Linked DNA regions of Lactuca sativa: region 2 is linked to region 1. Evidence: chromatin contacts called from public Hi-C data. All regions are on one chromosome and are shown on one strand. Each heading gives the region's core, a stretch centred on a gene start, on an enhancer-like site or on the middle of the called end of the contact. The rest is flanking DNA. Distances are from core to core; before and after follow the strand shown. Region 1 holds the start of LOC111905840 (ATP-dependent 6-phosphofructokinase 4, chloroplastic). Region 2 holds the start of LOC111905846 (polycomb group protein EMBRYONIC FLOWER 2).

The links. Hi-C and Micro-C count contacts between places; a contact is called where the count stands out from the background.
Region 2: a Hi-C map of leaf shows a contact between it and region 1, with 5 times the contacts expected there. The contact joins the promoter of LOC111905846 here to the promoter of LOC111905840 in region 1. A contact is called at or near these places in 3 of 4 Hi-C or Micro-C datasets (leaf and seed).

What each region holds. Positions count from the first base shown.
Region 1 is chr8:14,688,110-14,696,037 of Lsat_Salinas_v11, forward strand. LOC111905840 (ATP-dependent 6-phosphofructokinase 4, chloroplastic) reads left to right here and starts at 3,612. Exons shown (of 12, transcript XM_023901561.1): 1 at 3,612-4,064; 2 at 4,585-4,631; 3 at 4,765-4,804; 4 at 4,900-4,962; 5 at 5,053-5,349; 6 at 5,444-5,497; 7 at 5,836-5,904; 8 at 5,986-6,115; 9 at 6,221-6,261; 10 at 6,382-6,655; 11 at 6,722-6,876; 12 at 6,978-7,294. The coding sequence starts at 3,627. The coding sequence ends at 7,079. It overlaps LOC111905842 (putative lipase ROG1), which reads left to right. Exons shown (of 10, transcript XM_023901562.3): 9 at 401-498; 10 at 604-848. The coding sequence ends at 675.
Region 2 is chr8:14,832,366-14,840,293 of Lsat_Salinas_v11, forward strand. LOC111905846 (polycomb group protein EMBRYONIC FLOWER 2) reads right to left here and starts at 3,054. Exons shown (of 22, transcript XM_023901568.3): 1 at 2,901-3,054; 2 at 2,148-2,261; 3 at 1,687-1,834; 4 at 1,502-1,557; 5 at 1,259-1,370; 6 at 988-1,147; 7 at 840-899; 8 at 628-767; 9 at 286-348; 10 at 66-178. The coding sequence starts at 2,182.

The DNA of each region.
Region 1 (7,928 bases), core at 2,362-4,861:
AATAAAAGAAACAGACTTTGATGTATTCAACACTTTATCCGGTCAAACATCATCATGACATTATCCATTCAGTCACTTTACCCATACTGTGGACAAAATGTTTCAATGGGTTAAGTAAAAAAACCTGGCTTAATGTATTAAGAGACTAACCCCTTTATCTATTTGCCCTTGTTCAATTTTCCTTCCCAATTCCTCTCGAGTTAAAATTGATGAATCTTGTGATTTTTATAAACTAAGGGCTAAAATGGTGATTTAGTATCATTCAGAAGGTTTATTCAGTCCACAAACAGACTATATGTAATTATGTATACAACACTTTACCTATACAAGACTTTAATCATTGATGTTACAAAGGATTTTCATTTGTCCTAATTAAATTAAGGTTTGTTTTGTGGTACAGAGGAACTTGTGACTGGGCTTTCTCGTGTATCATGGGAAAAAGTAGATGTGAGCTTTCACAATAGTAGATCCAGGTTTGCTGCTCATAGTGTTATTCAGGTACTACTTTTTTTTTTTTTCTTATCTTGTAAGCTAAGCTTAAAAACAAGAAATTTTACAAGCAAAGAAATAGTAATTTTACTTTTATGCCCTTATTGGATGTAGGTAAAAGATGACAACCTGCATACAGATGGGGCAGATGTTATTCAACATATGATTGATCATTTTTGTCTTTAGAACTCTTGCCAGCTATCTACTAATTAAGGTACTGGCTTAGAGCGTGTTGTACAGAAAGCAGTTTGTGATGTAATTCCAAGAATTAATACGCGAAACACATGACATGGCTGTGTTGTTCAACTATAATATATATATTTCCATATAAATATTACATCACAAATTAATATGCAAAACCCATGTGTATATCACATGCGTTATGGCCATTTTTTCAAAGTTTAATGAATATACCCATAATTGATGGTATGTTAGACGTAAAGAAAATAGTTTTGGGACTTTATTGGACATTTTTGATAGTTGGTTGCTATTTAACAACATTATCCTACATACATGATGAGAAGATGTCTCTTGAAAGGAGTCACTGAGGTTGAAACATGTGCCTTTGTTAACTAAATTCCGCATGCAATTATGTACCCATGTTCTTGCTGGTTTAGTTATACCAACTTGTTTTATTTTTAGTGTACTTTTTATTTCTATCTTGTCTTCCATACAAGAATGCCTGATGTGAGATTGTATTTAGATTTGGGTTGAAGTGCTTCTAAAAGTCTAGTTTCATACATAATTTTTGATGATAGGATGTGTTGAGAATAAGATTTTAGCTTTTGAGAAAAAAAAATTGAACTTAATAATTTTTTTTGGGAAGTACAAGCTTAAAGTATTCATTTTAAACAAAAAACTATTAAATCCAAAAGCAAAATCAAGTAGTTTTGAGAACTTTCTAACTTTCATGTTATTTTATACTTTAGTGATAATGAATGCTTGCAACCATAATGGTATGCAAACACCCCACTTGTTTCAAACTACTTGCATTCAAGAATAATATCGTTCCTATTCTTCATTCTTAACGTACGAAAACATATGTTCAAGCATGGAACCTTTTTATGCACTTTTAAGACATGAGACTTGATATGATGAATACAAGTGATGTTTGCATTGAGGTTAATTAATGGATTGTAAGTAGTAGAGAATGCATACATGTCATGTTAGTACTAAAATGATCAAGTTGTGAAATGTATAGGGTGGCATCACGGAGTATAAGTTATGATCTCTATAGATTTAAATGTTTAAACCGAGACGATTTAAGATGCCTTCAAGCAGGATGTTGAGATTTAGCTGGAAGAATGAAAAGTTTTTCATCCAACATGGAACGATCTCTTTGGCGTTGCATGAGCAAAATCTTAAACAAAAGGTGTTATGTGATATTCTTCCGAGTATATCATAGAGTTACTTTGTGAATTTAATGTTAGTTTGTGATGCCATTCTCAAACTACATAATAAACTTATAAATTGGTTATTATGTCACATATGATATTTTTTTTGTTGTTTTATATTTTTTTAATTAATATGATTTAAAATTTCAATCCAGTAATCTGATATTGTGACACATTGAGTCAATTATGCCTACTATATCATAAACTAAAATTAACTTTATATTAGAAGAATAAATATGTTTACTTGTGAGCTATTTGAGATTAACTTATTAAAAGTTTGACTCAAGCTTGAGTTAAACGAACTCGGACTTAGTTTTAGGCTCATTTATTAAATAAGCCAGAGCTTGAGCTTCATCTGTTAAGCTCGATTAGGTGCGTGAGCCTAAACGAGCCTATGCATATTTATATAATATAATTTTTATTTTTAATTTTAGATATTAAATTATAATTTAATATCAAATATTAAATAATGATAAACAAGCATTTTAACGAACTTAAAAAAACAAACGAGCTTGATATTTGACTATTAACCGAGACGAGCTCGTGCTGAATTTAAGCTTGTTTATACTTAGGACATCTACAATGGTTAGTTCAATGAGATAGTTGAATGAGGTGAAAAGTCCATGTGTCATTCTATGGATTTTGAGTTCAATAACCATTGAACTATTTAATAGGAAAAATAAAAGTTTTTAATTCTTAAATATTTACTATAAATTATATTTTGTAACATTCTATTGAATTTTATAGAGTTTAATGTATTGTAGAGAAAAAATAATAGAATTATATGGATTGTAGAAAGATAATATTAGGGATGAGCGTGGGACAGAACCGGTATCGACCCGTACCGTTCCCGATTTCCCGAAAACCGAATTCGATCAAAAGTTAATCCCGAGTACCGAACCAAATTAAAATCACTGGTACCGGTACCGGGAATGGTACCGGTTTTCAGTATTAATACTGGTACTGGCGGTACCGAATCCCAAATTTTGTGTATTTGGAGGACCAAGTACCGTCCCATATTTTTAAATTCGATACGGTACCGGTACGAGATCGGGATTTGAAAAAAACTGCTCATCCCTAGATAATATGACAATCTATTGAACTTTATGGACTTCAATTTATCTGACAATTAAGTCGAACCCAAATACTTTATGGAGTTCAATTTACAAACCGAACACGAGCTTTGAAATCAAAGCCGAAGCTCAAGCCTAGGGGTGCAACCGAGCCAAGCTACTCGCGAGCTACTCGAGATCGGATCGTTAAAAGCTCAACCCGAAATCGATTTTAAACGAGCCCGATCCGAACTCGAGCTTAATATTAAGCTCGTTTATTAAACGAGCTCGAGCTTAAGCCTATGTCATTAAGCTTGATTAAGCTCGCGAGCCTAAACGAGCCTTTATATAATATAATTTAATATTATTTAAATATATTAAAATAAACACATATTAGGGAAATTATGGATTTAGGATATTAGTAAACGAGCTTCTTAACGAACTTCTTAACGAGCTCGAACCGAGCTTAAGCTTATTTAGACACGTCAGATAAAAAACGAGTCGAGCCCGAGCCCGAGTCGAGCTTGTATAATTCCTTACGAGCTCAGTACAAGGAAGCTCGAGCCTTATATAACTTAAACGAGCCCAATCCGAGCTTGACCTGGCTCGGGCTCGACTTGTTTACACTCTAACCTAAAAGAATATGATGTGAAAACATAAGAAACTAAAATTACCTTTTTGAGAAACACTTATGTCCAATTTCGACGGTGATTCATATATTCGCTCGAAATTTTGTATCGATTTGACCATCGCCGTTACCAAGACTAACTTCAACCTGCATATACTCGTCTCTCCGCCCAAAATCTCTTGGAAAAAGCATTTGATTCATTCATTCATTCAGTCAAAAATCATACTATCAATGGATCTTTCACTGGCTTCTTCTCCAAATCTTCAGCTTTCTCTCACTAAAACGCTACCATTTTCTCCCAGATTCTACAAGCCCCTTCTCTTTTTCACCAATTTCACTTCTAAACCGCAAATATACTCCAGGAAGTCCTTAATCACCGGTTATTACCCTATTAGAGCTCAAACTTCGAATCTGGGTAACACTCCGACCGATGACGACGACGATGAAGGTTTCGTCCTCGAAGACGTTCCTCACTTGACGAACTTCCTACCTGATTTACCGGTAGTTTACATCTCTGTTTCACTTTCCAAGTCAATCAAACAAGTTCTCAGTTTTGAAATTATTTATGTTCTAAAAAAAATGATGATCAGCAAGATATGATACCAACAAGAAAATCTCCGTATCCGCGTTAGTGACGGAATCCTATTTATTTGGAACTTGAATCCACCATTCTTACCCTGAAGAATCAACTTTACCTTTTTGGGAGTAGTCCAAGTTTGATTGAGAGCGGCATATTAATGAAGTTGATTCATTTTTGCGTGTGCATATATGTTGTATGCGTATTGATGTATATTTTTACAGAACAAATGAAATCACCTAATGTACTTTATCCTTTAGCCTTCATATATGATCCCTTAGTTCCGATCCTAATCCTACCCATTTTCCAAAATCTACGAAGATCAAAGATACATCTTTCTGTCAAAAATTTCGTGAACCTGAAGACATTTGTCATTTTAAACTAAATGAGACTCTTTTCTTACTTGGTTTTTGATAATCTTTATTTTAATCTTTTTTCTTGCAGACATATCCAAATCCGTTAGAGTACAGCCAAGCCTATGCAATCGTTAAGTAAGTTTTTTCCTTCTTTCAAGATCTTTAATGTTATGCTTATAAAGTTATAACCATAACTTGTGCACTAATCTTTTTACAAAACATGCCTACTTTTGCAACTTACTAAATACATTATCACTCTTTTCCACAGGAACACTTTTGTTAGTTCAGAAGATGTTGTAGCACACCAAGTACATAAACTATTTCTCTTAAACCATTCCACATAGACACATCCCTTTTCACCATGAAATCTAATTTGTTCTTAAACCTTGACATCTAATTGCAGATTGTTGTTCAGAAAGGCAGTCCAAGAGGAGTGCACTTTAGGCGTGCAGGACCTCGTGAAAAGGTAATATGTGATGATTTATTTAAGCTAGTTGTCACATAACATCACACATTATTAGTTCATTTTGGTCTAAGAAATTTTATAAAACATTAGGTTTATTTCAAGCCAGAGGAAGTACGAGCTTGTATTGTGACATGTGGCGGATTATGCCCAGGGATCAACACAGTCATCAGGGAGATTGTATGCGGGTTGAATTTTATGTATGGTGTTAATAACATACTTGGGATTGAGGGAGGATATAGGGGTTTCTATTCAAGAAACACCATGGAATTGACTCCAAAAATTGTGAATGATATTCATAAACGTGGTGGAACTATTCTTCAGACTTCAAGAGGTGGTCATGATACAAACAAGATTGTTGATAACATCCAGGATCGTGGGATAAATCAGGTTCATGTTATATTGTTATTTTATTTCCCTTTACAACAACAAATTTGATCTTTTTCAAGAAAAGTTTTATAAAATCTTGGTGTTTTACTTTTAGGTGTACATAATTGGTGGTGATGGCACTCAAAAAGGAGCAGCTGCCATTTACAAGGTGATTCCTTTTTTTCAAAGATTATGTTCTTTTTTAATTGCTTTATAAAGGGCTGTTTCTTTTTTCACTTAATGTGCTTAATAGGTTAAACACTTAATGCGGACAGCTATACACTAAACCTTTACCTATTTGCCCTTCGTTTTCCCTATCACGCTATAATGTAAGGGTAAAATGGTCATTTAGTCTGATTCAGACTGTTTATTCAGGTCTAGAAAAGAAACAAACCTATATATTTATACAACACTTTATCTAGACATACATCATTATCCATTCAGACACTTTACCCATACAGGGTTTAATTTGAAAAAAAAGAATTTATTTTTGTTATTTTCTGAAAGGAAGTTGAAAGGCGTTGCCTTCACGTGGCAGTAGCTGGGATCCCCAAAACAATTGATAATGATATTGCTGTAAGTTATTTAAACCATTTCTTTTTTTCATTCTTTTATTTAAAATGGAGGTTAATAATAATATTACCTAATTGTTTTCAGGTAATCGACAAATCTTTTGGGTTTGATACTGCTGTAGAGGAAGCTCAAAGAGCAATAAATGCTGCACATGTGGAAGTGGAAAGTGTTGAAAATGGAGTTGGAATAGTCAAACTCATGGGTCGATACAGTGGCAAGTATCTATCTTCATATACATTTCATGAAATAAATTGTTAAAAAAATTCATTATTTTTTTTGTCTCTTATTTATTCTTCCAAACTTGTTTCATCTTTTTCAGGATTCATCGCCATGTTTGCCACGTTGGCAAGTCGAGATGTGGTAACTAAATAACAAATTTGTAATATTATTAGCTTTATTAATCTGTAATGCAAGAGTAAGATAGATATGTTCTCATAATAATTAATAGGTGTTATGGATATTATTGTAACTGTAAAACAGGATTGCTGCTTGATTCCAGAGTCTCCGTTCTATCTAGAAGGGCAAGGTGGTCTTTTTGAGTTCATTCAGCAGAGACTCAAAGAGAACGGGCATGTGGTGATTGTGTTGGCTGAAGGCGCAGGTCAAGAATATGTTTCTGATAGTGTGAATGCAGTTGAAGAGAGAGATGCATCTGGAAATAAACTGCTTATTGATATTGGTCAATGGTTGACTCAGAAAATTAAAAACCATTTTGCAACGGACAAGAAAATGGCCATAAACATGAAATATATAGGTACACACTTGAATATATAAGTGGCTGAATGGGTAAAGAGATGAAATGACGATTGTACCCTTGCAGATCCAACATACATGATACGGGCTGTTCCAAGCAATGCATATGATAATATCTATTGTACACTTCTTGCTCAAAGTGCAGTTCATGGGGCCATGGCAGGGTTTTCTGGTTTTACAGTTGGGCCTGTCAATAGCAGACATGCATATATTCCAATACAGGTAATTAAGCACTCTTACTCTGTCATATTTACATTCATCATATTATTATTATTATTATTATTATTATTATTATTATTGCCAATTAATATTTATAATTGCAGCGTGTTACGGAGGCTACAAATGTTGTTAAGTTGACGGATAGGATGTGGGCTAGACTTTTGGCTTCTACTAATCAACCTACTTTTTTGGACAAACGTGAATAATAATAATAGTAATAGATAATCTTCGACTCTTCATGCAACAATATTCAATCTCTTTCCAAACATCTTATTGTGATGTGATGTTGCCTACAATGGATTAAGATGTTTGGGTCCTTGTTATGTGGTTAAGATACTTTGCAACTTTCTTCAGGATACGTCTTTTTTTTTTCTTCTATATATTTAGTTAATGAAAGTAATAAAATAAAGATTCAGTTTTAGTGCTGGGCTTTATTATGTGTTGAAGTAAGTAAAGTCTCATTTTAAAACTTTGAGAAGTGAAGTGATGGCATATATATATATATATATATATATATATATATATATATATATATATATATATATATATATATATATATATATATATATATATATATATATATATATATATATCCTTTCACACTTGTATGATCGATCTCAAATGAAGACATTCTCATGTGTCAAGACCCTCTCCTAAAACTAGGGTCCTACCACCAAAAGGAAAGTCGAATATCTCCTACAAATTTCTACACCAATTGACTCATGGAATACCAATATTTTCCATCCACTACTGTGAATGGAAGCAACCCCGTTTATCACACACAAATTCATTCGTTTATAGCAATCTAAGGTTGTTTGGCGTGCCATACAAGCTTATTTTTGAGCATTTTAATTTATCACTAGGGAGTTAAACTCTCAACATATATTGGTCCTAGGTTGGAATCACATGTGCTTCAACCTTTTAAAAGTTTAGGGACCTTAGATGTACCAAAAAAAAAAACTGACTTGTTGATTTGGGTGCGAATTGACTTCAGTGGAATAGAGGTTTTACAGTGTCTGATAGAACATCACAACGTCATTTTCACAGATGCCAAT
Region 2 (7,928 bases), core at 1,804-4,303, 140 kb after region 1:
AATTCTAAGGAACTAATAAATATAACAGTAAATATCTAAATGAAGAAATGCCAAATATAAACTACCTCATAATACCAGGTCTAGGGGTATCATTATATGAATACATGTCATAGGGAGACATATTTTTAGCCCCAACCTCTTCTGCTGAAACAATGACTTGTACTTGCTGCAATATGCTCTTTAGCAACCATAAAATGAATTGAGCAGTAGGAACAAAATCAGTAATTAAACTAAGAAAAAAAAAAGTGTTCTTGACAAGAAGCAAAGAGTTAAGAGCAAACCTACCACAGCTTCAGAATTATATGGGAAGTGAAAAGATACACATTTTCCTCCATCCAAACAACTCAACTGCAAAATCAAACCCCCAAGATGAGAATCTAGAAGATAGAGGAGCAAAAAAGATGAACCATCCCTTATATTGTTAATTAGCCCTTATTCCATTAAATATATTGTTAAATCATAGCAAACTTGTTAAATATGGGAAAAAACTACTTTCATGTATATCAGAATACAAGTAGAATATGTTATTTACAAAAATAATGCATAGAATGTTCATGGATTTTCACTGACATCACTCTTCACTAACTTTACTTGATACCAAGTGTTTATACACACCAGCAGACATACCTTCATAAAGCAGGACTGCATAATAACAGTTGACATCATCTCAGCTCTTCCCCCTAAACTTAATGTTGGAGATTTTTCCCATGAAGATTGAAGTAAATCCATTGGAATCTTCCCAAATAAGCAATAACCCACACGATTCACTGTCAAGCACGTAAAAAATATATATCAGAATACAAGTAGTAAGAAGATTACCCATCTATAGCACATCTTACATGAGGCAGAAAACATGTGGTCCTCTGTTAGATCAATCCCTTGAAGATTTGTGGTATCAGCTGCAAAAGTAGATCAAAATTCAAAATTGTAACAAGCTTATACACATTAATTCTCCAAATGTAACCAAACTTAGAAACAGTGTCATACCACAGCTAACCAACAACACAGCAAGAGAGCCAGATTTAACCTCTGTTGATAGTTTATTCATCTCAGGGAGAATAAATTTTGCTGAACTTGTGTTGTCGGCCCCACCAAAAGCTGTCAATTTACATGCTCGATTGAAGCGATATACAGTTGTACACTGTGTCTAGAAATCAGAAAGAAAAAAAAAAAAAAGAATTGCTCATTTGGCATCATAGAAGGCGTAAAAAGTAAAGAAAAGAAGGTTTCACCCAAAAGTAAAAGTTGATAGCAATACCTCCACATTTGTAGTAGAGACTGCTCTTGCCAACAACATGTACATAGGAAAAAGACTCTGAGTTTGCAGCCCATCATTAGTAGCACCAGATATGGATACTGATATTTGTACCCTACAATAAACAGAAGCGATGCAAATATCTTTAAAAAAATTATGGAATAAATCTAGAAGGTCTATTCAGTAATGAAAACAGCACATGGCCATCAGTACAATTAGTTGTGAGTATTATGTTGCAAATCTTGCCTTCTTTTCTGTTTTGCTTGTAATTTGTAGTGCAGACATCTTTGTAGAAATGATGGCTGCAAGAAACCATCCATCCATTAGAAACACAAACATATCAATGAATTATAGCCTAAAAGATAGGCAAACAGAAGATGAAGGGGAGAAGAGAAGAGAAGAGTGAAAGATAGGAAAAATGAGAAAGTCACATTTCTAACAGCACGTCGTTGAAGAATGTTGTATAGTTCTACAGGCTTGCAATAAACTGAAAGGCTTTCTTCAGCTGCAGTTTGCTCTTCCTGAGACAAATGAGCACGAGCTTCATGGCGGCACATCGGATCTGAGCATCTAGAGTAACTGCAATTGCAAACAGATTTCTTGTTCCATGAATTTGAATTTGCATATCTTTGTTCATGCACCACGCAATACATTGTAAGCTTCAGAAAGCACGAGGTACTCAAAAGGACAGACAAATAGATGTATGCAATTGCAATGTAAAGAGTATGCCTGTTCCATGATCACCTAAAATGAAAAATGGAATGAATACACTACACCCATGAAAGGAAAAACCCAAAGGCTATCAAATTTAAGAATCTCATACACAGTTCTAAACAATTCTTAGTTATACAGATAGAGGACATAGAATAGCCTGAAATGGAAGGTGCAGTACGTGGTTTCACGAGCAACTAAAGATATGCCGGGCATTCTTGTTAGACACTCCTGAATTGCAACCCCATACTTATCTGCGCCTCTGTGGGGAAAGTCAGTTTAAGCCCCTGCACACCTGCATTGAATATATCCTAGTGAATTAGTCATGTTTCAAGCGAATAATTGAATGGCAAAAAAATGATCATTACATAATCTCTGCATGTGTTTCTTCTTGTTTCATATCACCAATTGTTCTGATGACATAAAACAGAGTCACATGGTGTACCTTAAAGAAATTTAGTTCTAGTAAATTACTGAAGGTTCAAATATCACCCATCCATACCATATACAAACGGATGCAAAATGAATGACATTTTTCCAGTTGCTAAAACTTTCCACTTTGAGACTAACGCACTACTGTAATCAATGAAGCATAGGTGAAATTTTATACCGACCATTTATCTTCTTAAAAATATCTCAGTTAGTTCCAAAAACTGTATTCTCGTCTCTCTTAAATACTTAATGATCAATTAGGTAAAGCAACGGAAACTGTAACGAATTAAACGCAAATTAAACAATTCCGTAATTGAAATCAAGGAAACAGGGAAATATCAACCTTATTCTCTGCATCTTACGTAAAAACACTACGAACATCGAACACAGGATCGTTGATCAATATCAATAATTAATGTATTCAGCTGTTATTAATCTAGAAAATCGACAAAAACAAGGAGCAAAACTGATATGAATTGGAAAATTGAAGATTTTATAGTACCTTATATGTATGTTAAGAGCCCTAATTTGTTTGAGGGGAAGAAGGAAAGCAAGTTTGGGGAAGACTTGCAGAGTTTAAAAAAGCAACGGCGTCTTTGACTATTATCACGGTATGATTATGTCACCAATGTTTTAGGAAAATCATTTCATCTATCTTATCAATTTATTATCAATTTATGACATATGTCAAAAAGCTTATGTTATATAAATATGTTTTTGTTTTTTTAGAAAATTTTAAATTTTTGATAAGTTTTAGTTTGAGTAAAATTCATGAATGGTCCGTATGGTTTGGGGTAATTTATATATTTGGTCCCTAACTTATTTTTTTAACTCGAAAGGCTTTTACTGTTTGTTTTTGTTGCATGTTTGGTCTCTATTTTACTTAAAAAGACTATTTTGTCATTGATTTTTTAATTTATTTAAATAAACACACCCCAACCTTACTTCTACCTCATCTTACTTTACCTTACCTACTCCATTTTATTTAAATAAATTAAAAAACCAAAGGCAAAATAGTCTTTTTAGGTAAGATAGGGACCAAGCACACAACAAAAACAAATTGTAGGGAACTTCCGAGTTATAAATATAAGTTGGGGACCAAACATGCAAATTACCCAAACTATAAGGATCATTCGTGTAATTTACTCTTTTAGTTTTAGTCCTTTTTTCCAATGAAAAATCCTAAAAGCCGACTAACATTGACAAGTCAGGGTTAAAGGGTGGTTAATGTGACATCACATAACATTGATAATTCAAGGTTGAAGGATGGTTAATGTGACATCACATGACACATCAACGGTTTTTCTTACCTTAAGAAAATCATTTTTTTTTGGGGGGTGGGGGGGGGGGGGGGAGAGAGAAAAAAAAGGAAAGGGAACTCGAACCCATGACCTCCCACTCCCCAGGCAATCAACTTAGACAAACTCCAACCAACTACTAAAACACTTAATAAAATGGTATTTTCATTCCAATCAATCTTTAGAAAACACTATTTTAGTGTTTGGGAAAGCTTCACACACCAAATATGAAGGCTAAATTATATGGCCTCTAAAAAACATCATTTTAGTGTTTGACTGTAATACAAACTCTATTTTAGTGTTAAAACAATCACCAATTTAGTGTTTTATGCTTGGAGTTGCTCTTATGTGTTGTTTTTTTTTTCTATAGATCTTATTGTCCTCTTTTGTTTGCGTCGCGCAGACTACGTGCATATATTAGCCTTTGTAGACTGTTTGTTTTTTTTAATACTGCAAACCTAAAAATATATGTGCGCCCTTTTTTTGGCTCAAATGTGGACCAGACTCTTCTAACATCTCCAAACATCTTCTAACCTAAAAACACACATATATCTTTACTTTTTTAGTTTTTTTAATTTAAATTTATTCAAACTTTATTAATGATATACAATTTGAAAAAAAAAAAAAAAAAAAAAAAGGTTACACTACGTTAAAAAAATGTTCGACGACACAAACATGATATTTTTGACAAATTTATAAATAAATATTTATTAAAAATAATGGTCATTAAAATTGTTTATATAAATATAAAAAAATCTTAATATATTATTATATTTTTGTGCCAAATTTTATAAAACATTATTTAATACCTTATCGTCAATTTCTTGGGAAAATATTTATGGTACGTTTTTAATTGATTTAATTGAAAAAATCGAAGTTTTATTTCAATCCATTTATGTATCAAATTCTTTGATTCCTAATGACAATGTTTAGGTATAACTTTGCGACCAAAATTGTTGGATTTTATCAAATATATACGTTAATTTGTATCATTTTTATTTTCACTTTTTATACAATAATACATAAAAGTTGATATAGATTTGTTAATTACTTATAACAAAGTCATAAAAATATTAATAAATCAGTCTATTTAGATTTTAGTTTATTTTAATAACCTGAAGATGTTAAAAAAACAAACAGTTTTTTTTTTCAAACTGCAGACATTTGGTCCACATTTTCTACTGTAAAGATCTACAGATGTGGTCCGCATATTGCAAACATTTTGCTTTAGAAAAAACAAACAGTACCTTAACCAATTGTGCTACACACCTTTCTATCATTTCTTCATTCATAATTTTTATTAGAGAAATCTCTAGTAAACTTGCCTTGAGAGAGGGATGTCACGAGTTTGTGTCGCCCTCCTTCGATTTCTCCCAAAAAAAAATTGTTTTTTTAAGTAAGGAAGGGCAATGATGTGGCATGCTACATCAACCACCCTTCCACCTTGGCGTACCACCTCAGTAGGTTAAACTAAAAATGTAAAAAAAAAAAAAAAAAAAAAAAAAAAAAAAAAAAAAGTTAAACTGAAAATGTTAGTCGGTTTTCAGGACTTTCTTTCATAAAAAGATAATAGACAAAATTGCAAAAATTGTCCATGTGGTTAGCTAAATTATATGGTTTTGGTCAAAAAGTTTTAGTGATGTATTGTGGTCCAAACATTGGATCTTTTTATTGTTTTTGGTCTCTAATCTCTATACACTTAAAAAGATGATTATGCCCTTATAATTTATATTTTTCATTATCTTTAATTACTGAAATACATAAAACTGATTTACTTTATATTTTTTTAACTTAAAACAAAAAAATAGAAAAGGGCTCACCCATCCCATTTCTCTTTCCCTCTCTATCAACAAAAAGCACTTACGCCATTTCTCTGTCATCATCGTTCCCTACCACTATCCGTCGCCGACCACCTCTATTTCCCTCACCCTTACCCCCATGTCTCATTCATTAACCCGATAAAAGTTCACCAGCGACCAGCACACCATCATTCACCACCACTATCAGTCGTCATCCACCTCATCCTCACTGTCCTCTTTCCCCCCTGTCTCTTCGGAAATCACTCACAAAGCTGAAAACCACTATTAGCATATCCCCCGTCTTGCCCAGATCTAAACCAAGTACCCAAATCGATGCAAGGGGTGCTTAAACCCATAAATTAAACCCCACCCCCAACATCCTCTCTGCTATGTCTCACCGGAAACCACTGATAACCGCCATTCTTTCCTGAAACTACCGCCAATGCCATCATTATCGTTGAGGAACCGTCATAGAAAACCAACGAAGTCGTCCTTACCCTTGATCGGCGTTGTCAGCTACCCAAAGCACCTTCACTGTCATCCAATGGCCTTTATCACCTCCACAACCTCTATCTCCATCTGTTATAGCCTTATGCACGAGCATAAACCTTCACCATCCCACCAAAAGCACCCCTCCACCTTCGAGCATCACCTCAATCGAAAACCACTACATAGCAACACCTCACCAGGTAGGGGTGTTCACGGGGCGGTTCGGTTTGGATAGTAATAAAATTGTGAACCGTGACCGCGGGGCGGGTACCTCATGCGCACTAACTGAAACCGAACCGTATTGACAAAAAAACCGAACCGGACCGATCCGTATGAAAGCGGGTAACCACGGTTCGGTTCACGGGTACCCGGTAAAATATAAAAAATTAAATTAAATTGAAACTACAAACTCCATTTTAGTTATCTCTTTCTTAAAATTAGTAAGTCAAAGAGTTTAAAAAAAACATAATGAAGTTTAAATATTATATCTTATAATTTGTATAATAAATACAATAATAAAATTAACAAGAAAATCAAATGAATTTAGAATTACAAAATTGAAGTTGTCGATATGGATTTTTGTTTAGGTTATTGAACTGTAGATCAATCAAAACAATACTAATGAAATAATATTTTTTTTACTTATATATATATATATATATATATATATATATATATATATATATATATATATATATATATATATATATATATTATCAAACGGTTCGGTTCGGGTATCCGCGGATACCTAAATATGAAAACCAAAAACCGACCCGTTGATATCCGGTTTTTTCGGTTTCGGTTTTTTTCGGTTTCGGATTGGCCGGTTCGGCTCGGTTTTGCGGGTTTTTTGTATACCCCTATCACCAGGCCTCCATATTCACCATATGTTGTCACCATCGGGCCTCCTTTCAGCGATTAGGGTTTTTAGCCGCCACCACTAGCTACATCTGAACTTCGATAATCTCCAATCTGGACCGAGAAAGGTAAACAAGATATCTCCATCGAAGAAGGGAAAGCCTAACGTTTTTTTTGCCTCTTTCTTTTGCTGGTACAACCATTGGAGAAAGCGAATGGCATGGCGGTGGTCTAATAATGACGGTGGTGGTGTCCGAAAAGTGGGTCTAATGGTGGTGGATCTTGAGGGGGACGATTTGTGGTTATTGGACGATTCTTGGCTCTTGGAATGCACGGTGGTTTTTTTTACAGGATATAAAGATATAGGGAAGAAGAGGTGGGTGGGTGGGATTTTTATCTTTTATTTATTTTTAATTAGAATAATAATAAAATAGTTAAAAGAAATTAAAAAACAATAATTTAATGGCATATTCGTCATTTGAAGTATGGTATAGACCAAAAAATTCAAACCATAAAGACCAAAATCAGACAAGGTAATCAAAATTGGACCACTAATGCACCACTAAACTTTTTTGGACTAAAGTCGTAGAATTTTGACAATCATAGGGACCATTTTTGCAATTTTATCAAGATTTAGACTAAAACGTAAAGTGAACCAAAATTTTAAGACTTTCTGCAAAAAAAAAACATCAAATACATTCTATTAATGTCGTTGTTGAAAAAGAATCCGCGATACATAAAAAAAAATAAGGAGAAACAATGCAGACTCTTTTACAATGGCAACACCAATATGCATTGTCAATGAAAGAAACAATATATAGGTTGATACGAATATGCATTGTCAATGAAAGAAACAATATTTAGGTTGACACCAATATAAACGACATGATGCTTATATGGTTTATAATTTTTTTTTCTAGCTACTATATATAATGACATTAAAGAATATACCTACGTAATGATATTGCTTATAACTTTTTTTTTCTAGCTCCTATATATGAGTAATAACATTATAGCATTTGCAATTCTTTATTATATATTCTCATATAATTATTTTAAAATCTAAGGGTTGTTTGGTTCACTGGA